2 separate regions of the Sus scrofa genome follow, and region 1 is linked to region 2. Evidence: chromatin contacts called from public HiChIP or PLAC-seq data. All regions are on one chromosome and are shown on one strand. The core of a region is the stretch at or near the end of the contact, and the rest is flanking DNA. Distances in the headings are between cores, read along the strand shown. Region 1 overlaps RASAL2 (ras GTPase-activating protein nGAP). Region 2 overlaps RASAL2 (ras GTPase-activating protein nGAP).

Evidence for each region. HiChIP or PLAC-seq counts read pairs in DNA pulled down with a chosen protein or histone mark.
Region 1: an H3K27ac HiChIP or PLAC-seq map of alveolar macrophages shows a contact between it and region 2. The contact joins two enhancer-like sites. A contact is called at or near these places in 3 of 47 Hi-C or Micro-C datasets (embryonic fibroblasts, epiblast stem cells and skeletal muscle) and 1 of 2 datasets of contacts at active chromatin or transcription factors (alveolar macrophages).

Annotation. Positions count from the first base shown.
Region 1 is chr9:120,267,611-120,272,791 of Sscrofa11.1, forward strand. The region is part of intron 5 of RASAL2 (ras GTPase-activating protein nGAP); the gene reads left to right. Among named protein-coding and RNA genes, the nearest start is that of TEX35, 82 kb to the right of the region's middle. Within about 2 kb of position 1,936, at least 1 of the 83 cell types and tissues checked has an H3K27ac peak or open chromatin away from gene starts, as enhancers often do. A contact at or near this core is called in alveolar macrophages, where this site is marked.
Region 2 is chr9:120,153,522-120,159,361 of Sscrofa11.1, forward strand. The region is part of intron 3 of RASAL2 (ras GTPase-activating protein nGAP); the gene reads left to right. Among named protein-coding and RNA genes, the nearest start is that of TEX35, 200 kb to the right of the region's middle. Within about 2 kb of position 1,765, at least 5 of the 83 cell types and tissues checked have an H3K27ac peak or open chromatin away from gene starts, as enhancers often do. A contact at or near this core is called in alveolar macrophages, where this site is marked.

The sequences.
Region 1 (5,181 bases), core at 686-3,185, 110 kb after region 2:
TGTTTTAATTTATATTTGCCGAATGCCTAGCAAGTGGAACATTTTTTTCACAAGTTTTCTTCTATGGCTTACATATTCATCCCTTTGCCCATTTTTTTCTGTTGAACTGTTGTCCCTTTTCTTATGGTTTGGAGTAGTGCTTTCTTTATTATCAGGGATTACAAGCCACTATAGTGCATGTTGTTAAAATTTTCTTCCAATCTGTTGTTTTAAAATCACTCATGTTTTAGATTTTCATCGGTCCAATATGTCAGTCTTTTTCTTTGTGGCTCATTCGACCAAATCTAACCAGAACATTGAACTCAAGAAGCTAGGATCACTTTCTCTTTAAATTTGTCATTATGATACTGTGCACATCACTTTATCTCTCACTTCAAGAGGAGTAAATAGTCTATCCACAGGTATCAGGAAGCTAATAAAGTAGTGATCATGGTATTATGAATTCTTCAAGGTTTTTGATAACCACAACCTTATTTGTACTCATATTTTAAAAGATAAGATGGTTCTCATAAGGTCTAAGTTACTGCTTTAAGATGGCAAAAAAAAAAAAAAAAGTTTTAAAGGAGTTAATGTCATCTAAAGAAAGTTTACTTTGTATGATCAGTAAGCTTCTCTGTGCAAATGACCATCGAGTATTTTAACATGCAGACTTCATTGATCAAAAAGACCTTAATGGGTCCAGATTTGTCTAGCCGATGATCTGCAAGTCATAAACGCTGCTTTGAGGCTCTGATGGAATTTGGTACCAGTGTGGTTTGGGGGATCAACTTAAAATCACCCTTAAACTCAAAATTTCTTTTGTAAAATTGTGGGGCATAGGCATAGCAAGTAAAAACTTGCCAAATAATTAATTTTTCTAAAAACCAAATGTCTTGATAAACAGTAACATATCTAATTGTGACATTTACGTACAGTCTGGTAAACCATGTACTACCAAGAATGTAGAGAACTAAAGACACAGCCCCAACCTCAAGGAGTCCAATAAAAGAAGTAAACATCCAGGAGAAAATATTATAGGTGAGGAGAGATTATTTCTCATTGGGTGGATCAGAAAGAACTTAGAGGGCAGCGGCCTGTGAGTGGAACCTTAAAAAACAGGTATAATTTGAACTTAGAAACAGATAGCTGGAGAGAGCATTCCTCAGAATGGAAATAATAAGCAAAAGCAAAGAGTAGGAAATCACAGGGCTTGAAATATTGAAGAGTTCATGGTATGTGAAGGCATGAGGTAGGAAATGATTAGAAGGGGAAAGTTGCAGTTTTTAAGTTGATAGGTAAAAACTTTGTGTTTTTTTAATCTTGAGAATGACTTAGTATAAGAAACAGAAATACAAACTCCGTCCTTGATAAAACTAGGAGAAATCTGAATGATGGATTACTTTAAGTAAGAAGATCAAGTGTAATTGCCTGCAGAAGGCAATTTTATCACATACCAAAATGGAGAAGCCAGATAAAGATACAGATATGCACCAGAGACAGATACCAACATTTGTGTTCCCCTATTACAATTTCAGCTGGTAATTCTATTCCTAAGTGTATCCAAGAGAAAGGAAAACATATATCTTCACAAGAACCTGTGCATGAATGTTCATAACTATTATTTATAATAGCTCAAAAGTAGTAATGACCCAAATGTCCATGAACTGGTGAACGGATATACAAAGCTTGATATATCCATGCAATGCAGTATTATTCAGTCATAAAAAGGAATGAAGTACTGCTACATGCTACAACATGGATGAACCTGGACAATTTTATGCTAAGTGAAAGAAGCCAATCAGAAGACCACATATTGTATAATTACATTTATGTGAACTGTCGAAAATATGCAAATCTAGGGAGGCAGTAGATAAATGGTTGCCAGAGGCTAGGGATATAGAGCAGGGGGAAGTAATGAATGAAGAATGACTGCTAATGGGAGTTCCTCTTGTGGCTCAGTGGGTTAAGAATCTGACTGGTATCCATGACGATGTGGGTTTGATCCCTGGCCTTGCTCAGTGGGTTGCTCAGCATTGTCGTGAGCTGAGGTGTAAGTCACAGACATGCCTCAGATCTGGTGTTGCTGTGGCTGAGGTGTAGACCAGCAGCTGTATCTCCGATCAGACCCTTAGCCTGGGAATTTCCATATGCAGCAGGCACAGCTGTTAAAAAAAAAAAAAAAAAAAAAAGAATGACTGCTAATGGACATGAGGTTTCTTTTTGGAGTGATGAAATGTTTTTAAGCTTAGCTTGTGGTGATAATTGCACAACTCTGAATATACTGAAAATGGTACACTTTAAATGGATAGAGTTTATGATATGTTGATTATATCTCAATAAAGACATTAAGGTTTTTTTTTTTTTTTAAATACCAGCTGGCCAGGAAGTACTCTGCAGTGAAGCTCATTAATCTGTAAGCTCTATTCCAGCACACACAGCTTCCATTGAGTTCTTTTATCTTAAATATAAACAGATGGCCAAGAATCTCCAGATATTTGAGGAAATTCTTCAACATGAAAGATAGAGAGAAAAATAAATAAATAGAAGAGAGAAAAAAAGAACCCAGAAAAAACAGAGACAATGCATAGAGCCAAAAACAACTTCAAAACATAATGAATATATTCAAAATATAAGATTATGCATCTAGGAAACAAATAAAAAGATGTTATAAGGAGCCTTAATGAAACAAGAGAGCTTGGAAATTGAAATATAAAAGCCAGACTTGGAGTTCCCACTGTGACTGTGGGTTAAAAATCCTACTGCAGTGGCTCAGGTCACTGTGGAGGCGTGGGTTTGATCCCTAGCACAGTACGGTGGGTTAAGAGGATCTGGCATTGCTGCAGCTATAGCATAGGTCACAGATGAGGCTCAGATTCAGTCCCTGGCCTAGGAACTTCCATATGCCATGGATGCAGCCATAAAATTAAAAAAAAAAAAAAAAAAAAAACCCTAAAATCGAGTCAGTCTCCCAGAAAGCGAAACAGAAAATGAAAAACTCTATCCAGAAGATTCTGATAAAAGAGAACTTAGAAAACTGGGAGAGGAAATTGCCCAAGAAATAATATAAGAAAATTTCCCCAAACAAGCAAATATAAATGTACAGACTAGAAAGGCCACCAAATTTCCAACATAGTGAATGAAAAATGACAAAAGACTTTCAACACACACACACATCAATTCATATCATCATGAAAGAGCACAACACTGAGGCTTTAAAAACTATCTTAAAAGCTTCTAGAGAGAATATGTCATGCACAAAGGAGGTGTGGAAAATTCTCAACAGAAATATTGACAATCAAAAGTCAATGAAGCAATGTTTTCAAAATTCTAAGTGAAGGTTATTTTCAATCCAGTATTCCATACACAGCACAGTCCTTAAATGTCAGATCGAGGAGTTTGGGCTTTATCATATAAGCACTGAGGAGCCTTTAAACATTTTTGAGCGAGGAAATGACCTAATCAAAATTGTGGCTATGTATAATTTCAGATGACTTGGTTTTCTGAGACTATGTTTGGGAGGCCGATTAGCAAAAAGCTATTGTAAGAAGTAATGAAGACTCTAAAGAGAGTAGTGGCCATGGGAATGAAGAGTCAGAAGCAAGATAGGAGGAACATTTTAGAGGCAAAATCAATAGGATGTCACAAAGTCATCATTGTTCCAAAGCCATCTAATCAGATAAAAGCCAGTAAAGTGATTTCCTAGAATCGATATTGGCAGCGTTTTCACATTAAAACCATGTCATGTGGAAGGGTGTTGGGACAGGAGAAGAGTCTGTATTGAAATGCACTTTGAAAAGTATGAAAAACTAGGAAATGCTGAAAAACCATGGTCATACCACATTTCAGGCATTCCAGGATTTCGAATGCCTGTCAGGTTGCCAGCCTTGCTCTGGAAGTGCTGCTTAAATTTACCAGTATCTTGAGGTAAAGATAAGCACATAAAATAGAATTTTCTCATGTCCTTCAAATGTTCTTCAAGTAAAAATCTTCACACTATGTCTTTGGTTCTGAGGCTCACTGACAAAGCATGGTTATAAAATAGTCTGCTTATTTTTCATCAGGAGCTACCGAAGAGTAAGTGTGATGTTCATTTGCAGGGTGTATATACTCATCTTCTTGAGTGTCTCCTTTTAGACTAATTCTTTAATTCTTTTCTCTTTTTTTTTGGCATTTTTATGTTCACAAGAAGTTGTAAAAATAGTACATAGAGTCTTGGAGCCCTCCCCCCAGTGGTGATATCTTATAACTGTAGTGTAATATCAAAACCAGGTGATTGACACTGGTATAATTCTGTAAACTAGACTACAGACTTTATTCAGTTTTCACCAATTTTTTGTATGTGCTCATTTGCGTGCAGATAGTTCTATGCAGTTTAGTCCTATGTATAGATTTGTGTAACTACCACCACAATCAAGAGACAAAATTATTCCATTACCAGGAAAGAACGCCCTCTGCGACGACATTATAGTCATACCTACCTCCCTACACCATCCCTGTCCCCTAGCAACCGCTTTTTGTTTTGTTATTTCAAGAATGTTATATAAATGGAATCATATAGTATGTAGCCATTTAAGACTGTCTTCTTTTTCCCCAACTAGATAGAATGCCCTTGAAATCCATCCATTGGATGAAATCCATCCAAGTTGTCCATTTATCAACAGTCTGTTCCTCGTTATTGCTGAGTGGTATTCCATTATATGGATATATCAAAATTTGTTAAACCAGTTACCCACTGGAAAACATTTGTTTCTGGTCTTTAGGAATAAAACTGCTGTGAACAGTTGTGTACATATAAGTTATCACTACTCTAGGGTAAATATGCAAGTTGCTGAGTTGTATGATTAGTACTTACTTAGGTTTATTTAAAAAAAAAAAACAAACTACCAAACTATTTTCCAGAGTACCTGTACCATTTAACATTTCCACCAGCAATTTTTATGGATTTTGTGTGTGTCCCAAGAGGTTTTTCACCTATGTTTCCTTCTAGAAGTTCTAGGGTTTTGTTTTTATGTTTAAGTCTGTTCTCTCCATTTAGTTAAGCTGTGGTTACTCTATATAAAAAGTCCTGACTCAAAGCCTGTTGGTGTTCAGTTTGAGATAGTAATCACCCCAGGCAAGCCAATTGCAGGGAGTCTGCCTGCTTATTGAGAAGGGAGTGTTGTAAACCACTTACATTCTTCTGATCTACTCTTCCCATCCAGC
Region 2 (5,840 bases), core at 515-3,014:
TGTGATTGTTTTAACCACCTTACATTTTAAATCTCTCCCATGTTTAATGTTTGTGATGTCACATTTTACATCTTTTGTTTTGTCTATCCCTTAACTGCTTATTGTAGATATAGACGATTTTACTACTTTTGTCTTTTAACCTTCCTATCAGCTTTGGAAGTGGTTGATTTACTACTTTTACTATGTGTTTGCCTTTACCCATGAGATTTTTTCCTTTTGTAATTTTCATATTTCTAGCTATCATCTTTTCTTCTCCACTTAGTAAAGTCTTTGAAACATTTTTTTGTAAAGCCAACTTAATGATGCTGAACTCTTTTAGCTTTTGCTTCTCTGTAAAACTCTTTCTCCTCCTTCAAATCTGAATGATAGCCTTTCCAGGTTGTGGATTCTTGGTTACAGTCCCCCCGCCCCATCATTTTGAATATATCGTGCCGCTCCTTTTTGGCTTGCAAAGTTTTTGCTGAAAAGCCAGCTGATAGTCTGATGGTTGTTTCCTTGTACATAACTAGTTGCTTTGCTCTTGCTGCTTTTAAGAGTCTCTCTTTACCTTTAATTTTTGTCCTTTCGGTTCTAATTCATCTTCAGTGGACCTCTTTGGGTTCATTTGTTTGGGACTCTCTGTGTTTCCTGGATTTGGATGTCTGTTTCCTTTTCCAGGCTAGGAAGGTTTTCAGTTATTATTTCTTCAAATAAGTTCTCTGCTCCCTTCTCTCACTTCTCCTTTTGGTGCCCCCATAATGAGAATGTTAGTATGATTGATACTGTCTCGAGTATCTTAAAAACTATTCCTATTTTTTTTTTAATTTTTTCTTCTCTTTTCTGTTCAGCTTGGGTGATTTCTACTATTCTTTCTGTTCACTGATCTGTTCCTCTGTATCATGCAATCTACTTTTGATTCCTTCTAGTATATTTTTTATTTCAGTTATTGTATTCTTCAGCTCTGTTTGGTTCTTCTTTATATTTTCTGTTTGTTAAACTCCTCACTATGTTCATCCATTCTTCTCCCACGTTCATTGAGCATTTTTTGATCATTACCATGAACTGTTCATTGGGTAGATTGCTTATATCTTCTTTGATTAGTTCTTCTTTTGGGGTTTTTGTCTTGTTCTTTTGTTTGGAACATGTTCTTCTGTCTTCTTATTTTGTCTAAGTCTCTTTCTCAATCTTAGCCCACTTACGTTTTCTGATCTTGGATAAATGGCCTGTGTAGGCGTCATCCTGTGGGGCCCAGCAGCACACTGCCGTGATCACAGAGCTGTGTACTCTAGGTATGCCCCGTATGTGGGCTCCGTGTATCCTCTCTTGTGGTGGAGCTGACTACCATGGGTGCTCTGATAGGCAGGGCTAGCCCCTGGCCCAGAAGGCTGCCAGGCCCTGCCTCATTCATTGGTTACCGGCTTGCTGGTGGGTGGGCTGGTCTTGGTGTGGTATTAAAGCCATTTTTTAATTTCACCTTTATGGGGTAGATTTATATTGGCAGCTAAATCATTTTTTTAATGAGGAAATTAGTTCCCAGTTCTAAGTCAAGGTGTCAGACCACAATTTATTCCAAGTTAGAAGTGGATGTCTAGATACCTGATTTGCTCTTTTATCTTCCTCCCCACCCTTATCCTGGCACAGTAGAGATTAGTTCAGTTTTGCCAAAAGTAATCCCAAGGCATTGCTTCCTGTCTGATTGGGCACAAATTATGTGTTGCCTAGCAACTCGGGATATATGTCATTTAGTTGTCATTGTTGATTTGTCATTATTTCATAAAATGTCCAGCAGATGGCAGTAAAGTGTCTTAAATAAAAGATTTCTATTCTGATTCAGCTAAGTCATTTGTAGAGGCTGTTGTCAGGGTTGCTGTAAATCCAGAAGACCTGGGAAATCATGAAGGGAAGTCATGAAGGAAGTCCGTGTTTAATTGTGGACCAGCTACTTGCTAAATTAAGAAAGTATATCATATATCTTAATATTTAAGTTAGTCTAAACAACCTTTTTTTTTTCTTAAATACATTCTATGCTTCAACTTTGTGTACTTTTATAACATTCTGGAAGGTCAGGCTGGAATTTTCAAATTTGGTCCCATTTCACGAGAGGCCCCACAAATATACATGTGGACAGCCCGGCCAGTCCATCCAAGCGCTGTTGGGGTTGGTGCCCCAAACTACCTGAGTAGAGTTCTCTCAAGTGTGCTGCAAAGTTCACTAATCACTTGTGATAGAACATGATAATATGAGAAAAAGAATGTGCGTGTGTGTATATATATGTCAGTTTGATGTACAGAAGAAATTAACATAACATTGCAAGTCAACTATAATAAAAAATAAAAAAATAAAGCTAAAACAAAAGAACACACTTTAAAAAATTAAAAAATAATGAAATGTGCTGCCCAGGTGAGAGGCCTCTCTTGACCAGTCCTAAGGCAGTGTTAGTCTTAGTGAACCACTCTTTTGGTTGGAGAATCAGATGGGAGTGGTAACGAGTGGCATGAACAATCAGGAATGGTTTTTAGATTCTCCCTGGACTTCTGAGGGAAAAAAATGGTGGATTGAACATACGCATATAATTGTATTCCTTCCAGAAAGCCCATTACAACTGTAGTAGGGCTGTCCTTTTAAAGACATGGTCCTTCAAGAATAAGAAGAATGACAAAGAAGAAAACAACCAAAAAATAACAATACATAGTAATGAATTGAAAGCTGGAAAGCAGGAGTTCCCATTGTGGCTCAGGTGTATCGAACCCGCCTAGTATCCATGCAGATGCAGGTTCAATCCCTGACCCTGCTCAGTGAGTTTAGGATCTGGCCTTGCCGTGAGCTGTGGTGTTAGAGCAGCTGCAGCTCTTATTTGACCCTTATCCTGGGAACTTCCATATGCTGCAGATGCGGCTCTTAAAAAAAAAACAAACCAAAGAACAAAAAAAAGAAAGCTGGAAAGTAAATGGAGTGTGGTAAATGACTCTGCTGATGTGAAAGCCAAATTTCAATTTGGCAACAAAGAAAGCCAAGAACCAACCTGATTGTTACCGCAGATTCTTCAAATAGCTCTGGAATCAGTGGCATCAGGAACACAGTAGTAGGTCCCTCAGTCTCCTCTTCTCCAGACCACTGAACAATTTCCTCTTCCACCCCCACCTCTACGGTCATAGAAGGCTGTGAGTTAATTCTCTGGGGGAGAAAACTCAAGGCTCTCCAGGCCGGGGTGTACCAGCCAAATTGAGACCACAGGGTACTTTATCAAATACAGTGGGATAACATGAGCACCTGCACACTGAAGGATGAGACCATTCCATCTCTCTCCCTCACATGCCTTTACCCTGCAGGCAGGAGGTCAGAAGAGTGACGTTGGGGTATTTAATCAGCCCCAGAGGAAAGACCTAAGAACACTGACGTTCCCAAGACTGGTAGACATCTGAGAGAAAGCCTCTAGCATGAAAGAGATCCAAAACACATAAAAAACAGAAGGAAAAAGAATCTTGGGAGTTCCTGTCATGGCACAGTAGAAATGAATCCAACTAGGAACCGTGAGGTTGCCAGTTCAGTCCCTGGCCTCGCTCAGTGAGTTAAGGATCCAGTGTTGCCGTGAGCTGTGGTGCAGGTTGCAGACGATGCACGGATCTGACCCCTAGCCTGGGAACCTCCATATGCCACGGTACAGCCCTAAAAAGACAAAAGACAAAAAAAAAAAAAAGAAAAAGAAAAGAAAAAAAAAATTAGAGGAATATACAGGGAATAGAAAAACTTAAAAAAGAAAATTATCATTATCTTTAGAGAGAGAAAATATTACATACACAAGACAAGAATAGAGTCTTAAACAAAGCCAAAGTGCTGCTGTTGTTAAAAAAAAAAAAAGAAATAAAACTCAATAAAAGGGTTAGAAGATGGAAATAAGGAAATATCCCAGAAAGTGTGTGTGTTGGGGGACGGGGAGATAAAGTAATTATCAGTCTCGGAAGCCAAAACGGTGAGGTCCAGAAAAAGAAAAACTGGACAAAATCACTAGCAAAATAATTTAAGATTTCCCACAGCTGAAGGGTATGAGGTTCCAGATTTAAAGGAATTACTAAGTGCCTATGACAAGGCACATTTTCAGGAAATTTCAGTTTCTCTCTGATGACAAAGAGGCATTTTGCAAACTGCCAAACAAAGGAAAATCAGATTACAAACTAAGGATCAGGAGTCAGAATGCCTTGAGACTTCTGTCAGCAGTATCAGAAGGTATGAAACAATGAGGAGTGCCCTTAGATTTCTGAAGAAAGATTATTTCAATACAGATTTCTATATTTAGCTATACGCCATTCATCGCACATGAGGATAAAGACATTTTCAGCCATACCAGTTTTAAAAAATTGCCTCCTACACATCATTTTCCCTGAAATATATCCTTCACCGAGAATGAGCAGGATGTGGGATGTAGGAGAGAAGATTCAGCACCAGGGAGATACAAAGGATCACTCAGGAGGATGCTGCAGAGGGCGCCCCGTTACACAACTTGGTACCAGCCACAGAATGAAGATAGTTGGTTCCGACTGGAGCAGTCAGAACAGGCTGCTATGAGGACTTCTCTAAGAAGACAACTGATACAATGGAATGAATTGAAACAACAGGAAGCAAATTGGGATTGAATTAACAGTAAGGGCATATAAATCTAAGCAAATGAGTAATCAGGCAATAACTAAAGCAAGTTTCCATGCTTGTTCAATACATGGTATAATGTCCTCTTAGCCTATTCCTCCCACTTTATTATTATACATATTTAATTTATAAGATTTACTCTTATTTTCGAAGCTAGATAAATTAAAACCAAAAAAGCACATGGAGTCTATGCCCTCTTCTCACTGATTTTACTTAACAGCCTTCTCCAGGAACAGGCACATTCTTAAGTTTTTGGTGTATTAGCTGGTTCTAGAACTGATTGCAAAAATAAGGACACTTTAGTGCCATGTCAGTTCTTCATCAGCTTTTTCTAAAGAGCAGTTTATTTGTGCTCACTACCTAATGATTTTTTTCTATACCCGAAATCTGATTTCATCTGCCAGTGAAATTTCCACCAGATCAGAAATGTGCTAAGTTCCATGACTCCTGTCCTTTCACCCTCTCTCTTCAAAGTTTCTAATGATCAACTTCCTTCCCCTTTTTGGAGCTCCCCTTTCCTGACCCTGGTGACCTTTTTCCTTTCAGTTGTAGTTTCCCCTCATTGTACCTTCTTTACTATTTCCCTCTTCACAAGTGCAGGTATCTAGAGGTCTTATTTATCCTTATCCTTCTGTGCTTGCTTTGTCCTTTCTCTGTAGATGTAAATATTTTTGTATTTCTAAATATCATCTTGGTGTCAGTCACTTTGTGTGTGTGTGTGTGTGTGTGTGTGTGTGTAGGGCTACACCAATGGCATATGGAAGTTCTTAGGCTAGGAGTCAAATTGGAGCTGTAGCCACTGGCCTCTGCTAGAGCCACAGTTACGTGGGATCTGAACGGCGTCCACAACCTACACCACGGCTCACAGCAATGCTGGATCCTAATCCCACTGAGTGAGGCCAGGGATCGAACCTGTGTCCTCATGTTTGCTAGTCAGGTTCATTAACCACTGAGCCATGATGAGAGCACCTCAGTAACTTTTAAATCTCATTTCTGGCTTTAATTTCTCAGACTTAGACCTGAATTCCCAGTTGGTCATCTGAACATCTCTACTGGAATGTTCAACCTACCCATCTATGTCTTCTTGGTTCTGTTTCCTTTCTTCTGTATTACTCTTTTCACTACTTGTTTGGCATTGTCTTCCTAAAAACACTAACTGAATCATATTACTCTACTTGCTTAAACACTTTTCCTGGATCTACATTACCTACAGGATGAAA